2 separate regions of the Hordeum vulgare genome follow, and region 1 is linked to region 2. A link is a contact called in public Hi-C data. All regions are on one chromosome and are shown on one strand. Each heading gives the region's core, a stretch centred on a gene start, on an enhancer-like site or on the middle of the called end of the contact. The rest is flanking DNA. Distances are from core to core; before and after follow the strand shown.

What was found. A called contact is a pair of places that touch in the nucleus more often than the background predicts.
Region 1: a Hi-C map of leaf shows a contact between it and region 2, with 5 times the contacts expected there. The contact joins the enhancer-like site here to the promoter of LOC123449393 in region 2. A contact is called at or near these places in 1 of 6 Hi-C or Micro-C datasets (leaf) and 1 of 1 datasets of contacts at active chromatin or transcription factors (embryo).

Annotation. Positions count from the first base shown.
Region 1 is chr4H:543,834,587-543,840,365 of MorexV3_pseudomolecules_assembly, forward strand. It overlaps LOC123449394 (calcium-transporting ATPase 2, plasma membrane-type-like), which reads right to left. Exons shown (of 7, transcript XM_045126605.1): 3 at 4,509-5,779; 4 at 4,270-4,428; 5 at 3,801-3,972; 6 at 2,946-3,244; 7 at 2,120-2,707. The coding sequence ends at 2,459. Among protein-coding and RNA genes, the nearest start is that of LOC123449394, 5.3 kb to the right of the region's middle. Within about 2 kb of position 1,830, at least 2 of the 3 cell types and tissues checked have open chromatin away from gene starts, as enhancers often do. A contact at or near this core is called in leaf, where this site is marked.
Region 2 is chr4H:543,677,868-543,684,046 of MorexV3_pseudomolecules_assembly, forward strand. LOC123449393 (cyclin-D5-3-like) reads left to right here and starts at 4,241. Exons shown (of 5, transcript XM_045126604.1): 1 at 4,241-4,916; 2 at 5,008-5,094; 3 at 5,225-5,513; 4 at 5,607-5,755; 5 at 5,844-6,179. The coding sequence starts at 4,647. The coding sequence ends at 6,080.

The DNA of each region.
Region 1 (5,779 bases), core at 580-3,079, 150 kb after region 2:
TTGTGGAGTTGAACCAAGGGATCTGTAAGGGCAAAGAGATAGCTTACTTCATGAAGATCAACTCGAGTGGCTAGTCCTTCGTGGATGTAACCCAGGATGACATATACAAGGTTGCTTCTTCGTGGCCCCTTCATGGGGGAGACCTTCATGGACTTGTGCAACGGTTACCCTTCGTGGGTTGAAGTCTCCATCACGTGGACATATGATAGCACCACACCACCACCTATCGGTACCACGACAAAATCATCGTGTCTTCATTGCGTTTGATCTTCTCCAAACTCTACCATCACTTTCTTGCACTTGCATGTATTTTACATTCTCTACCCATAATCTAGATATGCATGTGTAGATTGTATTGCTTGCCACTTAACTTGTGTTAAAATATGCCTAAGTACCAAAAAATTTAAACTGCACTTTTTGCCTTGTTAGTGTCTATTCACTCCCTCTAGACCTACCCTTTAGATCCCACAACATTCAAACGAGATGCCCGTTCGTCCATCTGCTGCCATTAAACAGGAATGTCGATCGAGAAACTAACTTCAGTCCCCCGCACATGGACCCACCCAGACGTCTGGCCTTACCGGCATCCACTATTTAAAGGTGGACACTCCCCACTCAAACCTCATGACAGTACGTCCGCTCCGTACCCTCTTCTCGTGCACCACATCCGCATGATCGCGAGCTGGAACACATTGTAGGAGAGCACGTCGACAGAGCAAAAGCTCGAGGTGGCCATACTCGCGGTCTCTTGGCAGAGCCGTCGTGCTAGGCGGATAGAGGCCGACATGCTGGCCAGCTCCATGGAGGTGTGCGATGACGACCCCATGACGGAGATGGGCTCCGACGACCACTCGGCGCTTGCGCCCACGCCGGTCCATGTCGGCTTCAAGGTCGTCATGACGAAGGAGGAGTCGTGGCTATGTCAGCGTTTCGGCAGGTATAGGAGAGCGGCGGTACAACCTCTTCCTCCTGGAACAACACTGGCTCGTGGAGGGCCAAATCTACGGCAAGTGCATGAGCAAGGATGTCATGGCAGCCAAGATCGTGGCGAACCTCAACTTCGTCGCCAAGCAGCGGGCGCTCTACGAGGCTGCACGCGCTCACGTCGTCGCTCGCAACCCAGTCATGGCGCAATCAATGCGGAGGCAGCGCTGGCGACGCATGCGATCATGGACGAGAACACCGCTAGTTGTTCATCCTATGCGCCACCAACGAATTCCCGTGGACGCCGGTGGGACGACGAGCATGCCGCCCCGTCCACGTCCATCGTGGACCTCACGTGCACTAGTGACGGACAGGTCGCGAACTCCGATGAAGAGTAGTGCATCCAATCCCAAGTGGGTCGGTCCGTCTCTCATGTCCTACTTAGCTGCACTTTCACTTCACAGGTCTCACCGCCGTCACTCATGGAAACGAGATGAACCCGACCAACACCGGAAACAAACAACAAGGACGATGGAGGACAGACAACACCGTAGGCTAGGTTTAGGCCCGATTGTTTTTTTAGTGAAAATGTCAAAAATATAATGAACGTGCTCCGGTTTATATGGAAAATCATCCGATTTGCATTAATTTCGCCCTGTTTGTTGAAATCTAGTTTGAAATGCATTTCATCGATCCGCGGATGGATACAGTGTTTGGTTTGGGGTCAGCTTTGGAGACGCTGTGACGCTGTTGGAATTTTATCCCAAGTGGATGCTGCTTCTTGCCTCGTGCATGTGCAGCGGTAGGAGTTGTTGTAGTACAGCAGTGGTAACATACAATGCTTGCCTTGACTGGTCAAAAACATTTGGTACGGGCACCGGGTGACAGCAGTGATGGAAGCAAGCTGCCTGTGTGTCAATCGCCTGTGATGTGGAGACCAAAAGAAGCTAACTGCCAAAGCCCATGCTGCTCACATTCAATGCTGATGGGGGCATCTGGATCGCAACATATCCCTTGTCAAAGTGGTGTTTTCCTTGGCAACTTCCAAAGAATCACGCTTTAGTGATAGTCACACCGGACAAGAAGAATGATTGAAATCTTATCAATTTTTTGGCTAAATTTCTGGGATTGGACGCTGAAATGCGCAAAGATGGAAAAGGGGAAACCTTATACACAAGCCAATCCAAACATCATGTCGAATCAAACAGATCTCTCCAGTACTTTAGGTTGGTGCAAGGCTGCAAGCTTATCATACAATTTCAAGTTTCAACACTCCAAGGAAAATAACATGAAAAAAGAAACTACAAGGGGTCTATTAAACACTTCTGAAGAATCAAGCCCACAGTCTTGGCTCGTCCTCTAAAGATCAAATGCAAAAGAAAAAAGAAGGCCATAGATTCACCTAGATAAAACGGATTAATAGCAGAAAGAACAGTTTCTTATGCTCACAACAGCGCCCGAACTGCATTGGCGTCATCAGCCCTTAGTCCTATTACCTGACTTCAGTTCCTGACCGGAAATTAGTTGTCGTCTCCTACTGAGAACCCACCGGGATAAGCTTGACTATCGCAGCGATAGGCATGCCTATGAAACCGATGACAATGCAGGAGAACCACTCCTTGAGTGACAGAGGAGTGGTGTTTGCGAAATCGCCAAGGAACTGTACTATGATGATCTGGAATATGACCGTGCTGCCGAGCACAGCGACGAACACGTTGTTGTTTAGAATGCCTTTGAATACATTTATCCTCTCCATCTCTCTGGAGCTCACCTCGTTGAACACCTGCATAACGAAAACTTCACTTCATTTTCGCACACTATCACCGAGAAAAAGTATTATATTTCTTTCTCTCATTCAAAATTATTATTTGGTGATGAAGTTGCCAGACTTGTTGCCTTGTTAAGTGTTCATACTTTGCCATGTTATAATAGCGACAGAACAGCATTATAGTTCTATTAATAAGGATGCATTAATAAGACTTTTTGAAATTAAATGAATGCAACAGAAACTTCAAAATTACCTGGCAGAATACAAAGCAATTGAAGATGAGAGTGTTCAAGACTAGATCGGAATTGTCACCCTTAATTGCAAACAGTGTCTTTCCTTCAGTCTGCAGATACCAAATTACAAAGAACTGGTAGATTGCCTGTCCCATAATGTTCCTCCACATAATGTTGCTGATGAAGTTTCCTTTCCTTCCAACAGGAGTCCTCTTCATCAGTTCGTCGTTTGGAGGTTCTGTGGCCAATGCCAATGCTCCTAGTGTGTCCATGATCATATTGACCCAGAGCAACTGAACAGCAGTAAGGGGAGCACTCCCTGAATTGACAAATAGAAGTATGAAAAACAGTGAAATATATGTCACAAAATAAACTACGAAAGTAAAGGTTTGCTGCATTAATATAGTAATTTGCAGGTGTAGGTTATCTTAATACTGTTACATCTCAACTTATGAGTTAAAAACTTGAAAGGAAAAAACATGTAGCAATCAGGAATTGTTTTTCATTTAATATACTCCCTCCGTCCGGAAATACTTGTCCTAAAAATGAATAAAATGAATGTATCTATAACTAAAATAAGTCTAGATACATTCATTTGTAGGACAAGTATTTCCGGACGGAGGGAGTATATAATTGGAGCATGAAGCAGCACTAAAGGTAACATACGAAATGACTGGTTTAGACTTCAACTATAGAATATTATTTGAACTTTTACGAAATCAAGCTGATGGAGTAAAACCCCTCCCTTAAATCAAATTAACTGATTTAGAGTTCAGTTATTGAAGGTTATTCACATTTTACAGAACCAGCCTATCCCTTTTCTTTACAGGTTATTAGTGCCAGCTTAAATGAGCGCATCAAAGTTTCAGGTATACCTGTCAAGCAAGCTGACGAGAAGTTCACAACGAGGGCAACCACGTTGACTGTCAGTTGAAACTGCACAAACTTCTGAATGTTGATGTACACAGATCGACCCCATTTGGCAACTGTGACTATCGTGGAGAAATTGTCATCAAGAATGATGACATCGGCACTCTCTTTCGCAACCTTCAAACAAATACCAAAATAAGGCATACTGTAACTAAATAAGGAATGGATTGAGTGGATAAGTAATTGACTGTGCAAATCATGAGGTACAAGGCTTTATAGATGCTGCAGTGCCGTTTAAGAATGATAGATCAAAAACATGCTGACACACTATAGGTAGCAATTACATTGGGAGACACTTAATGAGTCATAGCTAGTTATGTCAAAGAATTTTAAAGTATCTTATATATTAAATTGACATGACTATTTTTTCCCATACAAGAAACAATATTAATGAATTTTGCTCTGTGAAGTTACCTCAGTTCCAGCAATGCCCATCGCAAGTCCAATATCAGCCTCGTGAAGTGCGGGTGCATCATTTGTCCCGTCACCAGTCACCGCAACAACTTCTTCATGTGTAGTCCGGAGATTCTTCACTAAGGTGTGCTTGTCAAGTGGTGAAGACCTAGCCATTACCTGATACATACAACAACAGTACGTTGACAAATGAAATCCAGAAACAATAGGCAAGATAATGGCAATAGCAGTAAACATACCTGTATCTTCGGTATCAATTCGTACATTTCTTCTGCACTTTTAATTCTAAAATCTGGGCCTTCAATGGCAAGACCACCTTCAGTCAAAATGCCACATTCCCGGGCAATTGCCTTTGCTGTGTTGATGTTGTCGCCCGTGACCATCCTGACAGTAATACCGGCTGACCTGCAGATGGCGACAGATTCCTTCACACCTGGGCGCACTGGGTCCTTGATCCCAACAATGCCAATGCATGTGTACCCCTCTTCAGGAATCGCATCATTAGCTGAGAACCCATCTGCAACTTCAATGTAAGCAAGGCATAGAGTGCGAAGTGCCTCATTTGCAAAGCTCTCAATCGTGGCATTCAAGTGAGCCATAGTTGCACTATCAAGGGGGACGGCATTGCCTTGATCATTCAGGTACTTGCTGCAAGATGCCAATATGATCTCTGATGCACCTTTGCAGTGAGCACGGAATGCACCCCCTGGCAGCTGGATGACCACTCCCATTCTCTTCTTCGCTGAGTTAAATGGCTCGACTTTGATGAGGGTGGTTGCTTTTCGCACTGCCTGGAAATCACCACCGAGTGACAGGCCAAGCTCTAGAATTGCTGTCTCAGTTGGTGTGCCCAGTATTTCGCGTTTGCCACCCTGGTTGATGACAACATCGCCACCAGTGTTGTTAAAGATGGACTGCGAGAGCATTGTCATGACAGAATCAGGTAGCTCAGAGAATAGGCTCTTGGTGTCTGAAGATTTATCCACTTCTTTAATTTTGCCACAGATGCAAGCCTTGACGACAGTCATGTGATTCGTTGTGAGTGTGCCAGTCTTGTCGCTGCAAATGGAGGTTGCTGAGCCCATGGTCTCACAGGCTGCAAGGTGTCGGACAAGTGCCTTGTCATTCATCATCTTCTTCATGGCAAATGCAAGGCTCAAGGTCACAGCAAGCGGTAAGCCTTCAGGAACTGCCACGACAACAATGGTAACAGCAATAGCAAAGAACTCAAGCAGCTCCAGTGCATCATCTCCACTCCAACTCAAGTACGAACCATCCATGATCTTGCGGCGGAACAGGCTTTCAGTGAGCACTGCAAATGTGACAACAGCAAAGACGAGGCCTATTTTGCCAATGATGGTGGCAACACCGTTGAGCTTGACCTGTAATGGCGTCTCATCATCCCCACCTTCACTGAGGGTGGCCATGAGTTTACCCCATTGAGTCCTCATGCCGACTGTCGTGACAAGCATCTTGCAAGAACCATCCTGCACTTTAGTACCAGACAGAA
Region 2 (6,179 bases), core at 2,991-5,490:
ACTTGGTAAAAGGTGGAAGGCTCGGCCTTTCTAGCCTGGTGCTTTGTTCCACCTTTGCCCCCTTAGTTTCGGCCACCGGTGTTATGTTCCATAAATGAGCGCTCCTAACACGATCGGGGTTGTTATGGGGACCCCCTTGATAATTCGTTTTAGATTAAAGCTGGTCTGGCAAGGCCCAACATTGGTACTACATTTGCCCAACATAATAACTTTTTAATACTGAAAGCATAGGGCGTCATGAACCCGAGGAGTAATTTCACATAATACAGGGGGGCCAGTGTTGTTGGTGCTGGTCCAAAACTAGAGCCGTTTGCGGGGCCAACCCGGGGCAACTCGGGAGATTTCTATCAGGCCACCGTACGCTGTGCTTATCCGTCGTGTCCTGAGAACGAGATACGCGGCTCCTATCGGGATCGTCGACACGCCGGGCAGCCTTGCTGGATTAGTTTTACCTTTGACGAGATATCTTGTGCATCGGGATTCCGATGATGCTTTGGGTAATCTCAGAGTTGAGGTTTTCCACTAGGGAATCCGACGAGATCACGAGCTTCGTGATTGCGGATTTCTATGCGGCTTGTGGTAATTTGTGATGGACTAGTTGGAGCATCCCTGCAGGGTTAAATCTTTTCGGAAAGCCGTGCCCGCGGTTATGTGGCAACGTGGAAACTTTGTTTAACACTGGTTCTAGATAACTTGAAGTTAACTTAATTAAAATATGCCAACTGTGTGCGTAACCGTGACTGTCTCTTTCGTGAATTCTTTCTTCGATGAGGACACGGTGGGGTTATGTCTGTCGTAGGTAGGTGTTCAGGATCATTCATTTGATCATCAGTAGTTCACGACCGCTATGCGTAGATCTTCCCCCTCTTATTTGTGGTACTCGTAAGTTTAGCCACCAAATATATGCTTAGCCGCTGCTGCAACCTCACCACTTAACCATGCCTCACCCATTATGATTTGCTAGTCTTGATACCTTTGGAAATGAGATTGCTGAGTCCCCTGTGGCTCACAGATTACTACAACACCAGTTGTAGGTACATGTAAAGATCACTTGACGCGAGCGCGTTGATTGTTCATTTGGAGTTGCTTCTTCTTCTTCTTCTTCATCATCGATCTAGGATGGGTTCCAGGCCGGCAGCCTGGGATAGCAAGGATGGACGTCGTTCTTCTTTTGTCGTTTGTTTTTGTCCGTAGTCGGACCCTGATCTTACTCTTGATGATTATGTAATGTACTGATGTGACTCTGATGTAGCTTGTGGCGAGTGTAAGCCAATTCTATATATATCTCTTCTTTTCAGTACATGTACTTGTAACGATATCCATTCTTGCGACACAACGAGATGCGCTTCTATCCCTGACGAGGCCTTCGTGCCAAATTGAGGATAGGGTCACATCTTGGGCGTGACATGTTTGACGTGGTGTCACCAACAATCATGATCCGATATTTTCAAGGAACATGCAAACGACCGATGAAAATTGTGGGTCTTCAACATTATATCCAGTGCACAGACGAGTCAGTTCATCATTGGACCCGTCGGGTTGCAAAAATCGTCCACTCGTCAGACAACATTATGGCTTCCAAGCCGTCCTCATTCTGGAGAAAAATTGCCACTTCGAGTTGCTAGTTGTGAAGCTTGGTCGCCTAAAACGGAAGACTCAAGATATGGGCGATTTAATGGATGTTCCGACAAGGTATGCTGAGTCAGACGACATGAAGGATGCCGGCCCGGGCGAGGAGAAAGTTGGCAAGAACAAGAAAGGTGAAGGTGGCAAAAGCAATCAGCAAGGTGGAAAACCTGAAGGTCAAAAATAACAAACAGAAGCAGCCTGAGGGCGGGTGAGAATTTGTGGCTAATACCAATACTGGGTTTCATAACCAACGCCACTCTAGAGGAGCTTACAATGAGAATACGTCGCACAATTTTGAGGAAGCGCTCAAGGTGCCTTGCACAAAGCATAGTACCCAAGACAAGCAATTTACTCACTCATGGCAGAATTGTTATATTATGGAGGAGTTCCGGAATCAAGCCTTCTAGAGTCACCAGGTGACTAATGGTGAAGGACATCCGGGTCAGTATGGTCAAACCGCTCACAAGGCGGCTCGCCTAGCGGGTTCTTAGGATCAGGTTCCAATGAACTAGGTGGCTCGCGATCGTGTTTTCAGCAACAAGGAAACACTCGCAATGGGCAGTATCCTGATGAGGACAATCAACAGCATAACAATCAATCTGGGTTTCAAAGCAACCCTAAGCAGTTGAACAATGGACAATACCACATTTTCATCACCAACACTTGCAAACAAGACGAGAAGCGCAAGTAGAGAGCCATCAATATGGTTGAGCCAACAATCCCGAGATACCTCAACTGGCGTGAGCAACCAATCATTTGGATCAGAGAGGATCACCCTCCCCGGGTTGATAACCCAAGAGATCTAGCCTTGGTGATGGCGCCTCAGGTTGGTGGTTATACCCTCACAAAGTTCATCGTGGATGGAGGAAGCAACATCAACATCTTATATTACGACACATTCCGGCGGATGAACCTTCACGATAACAGTTTGCAAACTTCTGCCATGGTTTTTTATGGCATTATTCCTGGAAAATCAGCTTACCTAGTAGGGCGGATTAAGCTCAATGCCGCTTTTTGGGGACGAACATAACTGCAGATGTGAACCCATAATGTTTGATGTGGTCAAGATAAAAATCCCTTACAGGTTGTCGTATGGTTTTCTTATCTTCAATATTTTCATCAAGACAAAGCATTGGAGGTCGACTCAACGACATATGGGTGTTTTATTCCCAATATTCCATTACATAGGACACTGACGAGCAAGACGATTGTCAAGACGACTCAAAGAAATCAGGATTTTCAAGGAGCCACTTCATTGAAGTAAGTCGGCCAAGGATCAAGTCGGTCCCTTAACATATTTATTATTCTTATTTCAGAGCTTATCATGAATAAATTCAAGCTAACCTCGGGGGCTAATGTCGGGGATATACCCCACGGTTTGACCCGGTCAGAAGGTTTGACCTGGCCAGGAGGTATGACTCGACCCATACAGCTGGCGGCTCATGGGTCACCCCGCTTGCTGGATCGACTTGGACGACGAGGCCCAAGGCCCGGCGTGCAAGCCGGCAAAGGCGGGTCATGGAGAGGCCTCGAAGGCGGCTCACGGAGAAGGTCCAAGAAGAGGAAGAATTCCCTCCGATGAGAAACAAGACCTCGATTATGATTCAAGAGAAACTAGCCCCACTCCTAGTAGGACTCTATGCAAGCCTACCCCTTAAACCTATGTAAGGAGGGGCAGGCCACCCCAAGAGGGACAAGTTAAGTTAGGTCTATACAAGACAAATCATTAGATAGACAGATTAGAAACCCTCGAGACTAGAGGTAGCGATTCCGCACCCTTGTAATCGAAATCATCATCTTCATCAATGAAACACAAGCAGGACGTATGCTTTTACCTCCATCGGAAGGGCCGAACCTGGGTAAACTCGCGTCTCTCGATTCCGTCCAACCCCTCTCAAGTCGTCAAATAGTTGCGATGGCCTCACACCTAAGTTCTCTTACGAGAACATCTGCCGTGATAAAAACCTCGATACATGGGATGGAAAGCGCGGGAGGGGTGGGTGGGGTTTTTTGGTGAGCTGGTGGGGTCAGACGCGGGCTTGGGTGTTGTCCGGACGCCCGTAAAGCCTCCATGTTTGTCTTCGGTTTGCGCAAGAAAATATTTCTGAACCGTTCGTCAGACCAATACAAGCACGCCGGGTGATCCGGAGGTATGCGAACGGTTTGTGGATCACCGTTGAAAATGTCATTATATGCGTATATGGAGGGAGTAGTGAGTATATCTACGATAAATATGCATCCTTTAATAAATTTAATATGCATTTAATAACAGTACTAAAAAACCAAGATACAGATACACACAACCTCATGCAGGTAAAAATGCAGAGATACGCTCCGCAAAAAGCCGGCGCCACAAACGTCATGTGTTAAAGCTGGTATAAATACGAGCCTTCTCGCAGGATCGCCCCTCAGGAATACGAGGTACAGTTCATATACATGCAGCCATGCTCACGTAGGCTCGAGATCCGGTCACAAAGAGCACTTAACGGCGATCATCAGTATGCTGCACGTAGACCATGCGTGGTACGTAGATTAGATACACCCCGCACCCGCAGCCGGGCAAAGCAGAGTCCGTCCCGCAGGACCAGCGGACCACGCCCGCCATTCGTCGTCTGGTGCTAAACCCTTTCCCGTCTCTCCGCCACCACTGGCGCGAAACCCCGCACGCATCCGTCCATCCCTCCCTTCCCACAGCCCACGCGCCACGCCACCTACGCCTCAACCTCCCATCCATCTCTCTCTCTCTCTCTCTCTCTCTCTCCAATCCGTCTCTCTAACTGCAGATTCGGTTCCCCTTTCGCCGGGCGCGGGCGCGGGCGCGGGCGGGCGGCGAGGGAGGAATCCTTTTCTCATTTCTGTTCCAACTCATCCGCCGCACCGCGTGCCTCCTTTCCCCCCGCCCCGCTGCTTCCGCCACCGCCAGATCCTCTTCTTTCCTCGCTCTTTCCTTCCTTTTTCCCCGCGCATGCACGGGGACGGCCTCTTGTGATTGATTCACGCCCGCCGCCACGCCGCCAATGGGGGACGCGTCCACCTCCGCCGCCACGCCCACCTCCACGCTCATCTGCCTCGAGGATGGCAACGACCTCTTCCTCGACGACGACGACTATAGCCCCGCCGACGGCTTGGCAGCCGACGACGGTCTCCTGCTCCTCGACCGCGACGACGAGTACGTCGCGCTCATGCTCTCCAAGGAGGGCGCCGCCGCCGGCGGCGGCACGTGGGGCGACGAGCTGGACGAGTGGACCAAGGCCGCGCGCGCCGTGTGCGTCGACTGGATTGTCAAGGTGCTTCTTCGCGCCTTCTTTTCCCACACGAAATTTGTTGCTCAAAATCGGATCTTTGTTCAATGGTTTCCATATGCGTGCTTGTTGGCAGACGAACGCGAGGTTCCTCTTCAGCGGGAAGACGGCGTACGTCGCGGTGACGTACCTCGATCGGTTCTTGGCGCAGCGGCGAGTCGATGTAATTAAAACAATCAATCACCCTGCGCCGCCATTGCCTTCCTCCTCTGTTCTGCTCTGTTCTGTCCTGTTCTGCCGTCGAGTGTTCGATGTAATGCCTGACTTCCGCATTGCCGTTTTTGGGGATCCAGAGGGGGAAGGAGTGGGCCCTGCAGCTCCTCTCGGTGGCCTGCCTCTCGCTGGCGGCCAAGGTGGAGGAGCACCGGGTGCCGCGGCTGCCGGAGTTCCGGCCGGACGAGTACGACTTCGACAGCGCCTCCATCCTGCGCATGGAGCTCCTCGTCCTCGGCACGCTCAACTGGCAGATGATCGCCGGCACCCCGTTCCCCTACCTGAGCTGCTTCGCGGCCAGGTTCCGGCACGACGAGCGCAAGGCCATCGTCCTGCGCGCCGTCAAGTGCATCTTCGCCTCCATCAAAGGTCAGACCATTCCCCCTGCTCCCGTTCTTCCATCCCATTTTCCCGTCGGATCGGATCATAAAAAGATCCCATCATGTGTGTGTGTGTGTGCAGCGATGAGCTCGGTGGAGTACCAGCCGTCGACCATGGCGCTGGCGTCCATCCTCGTCGCGCGCGGCGGCGGCGGCGGGGAGGGGACGGCCCCGAGCCTAGACGAGGAGCTCAAGGCGATCCTGGGCACATCATGGCAGCAATTACACACCGTAAGCCCCCATCATAATAGCCCCGCCGTTTTTGGAAATCTGTTGGTGAAAAGGGGCAATGATGAGTAAATGCTCGTCTCCGTGGCAGGGGCATGTGTATTCCTGCTACAGCGTGATGATTCAAGAGGAGGACAGGTCCATGCAGTCGAGCAGGGAGGTGGCCTCCTCCGGCGTCTCCGCCGCCGCCCACGTCGGGAGCCCGGACACCTCCGTCGCCATGGCCATGGCCGCCAACGACAATAACGCCATTGCCATTGCCACCACCTCGGCGGCGGCAGTCACCGACAATAAGAGGAAGAGGCTGCATTCGCCTCAGCGCCAGTAGGCAGCAGGAGGAGCTGGAGCTGGAGTTCAGCTCGCACTCTGGCTGCTGCTAATTGCTCTCAGCCCCCTAGCCTTAGCCTTTTTTTCATTAGCTTGATTG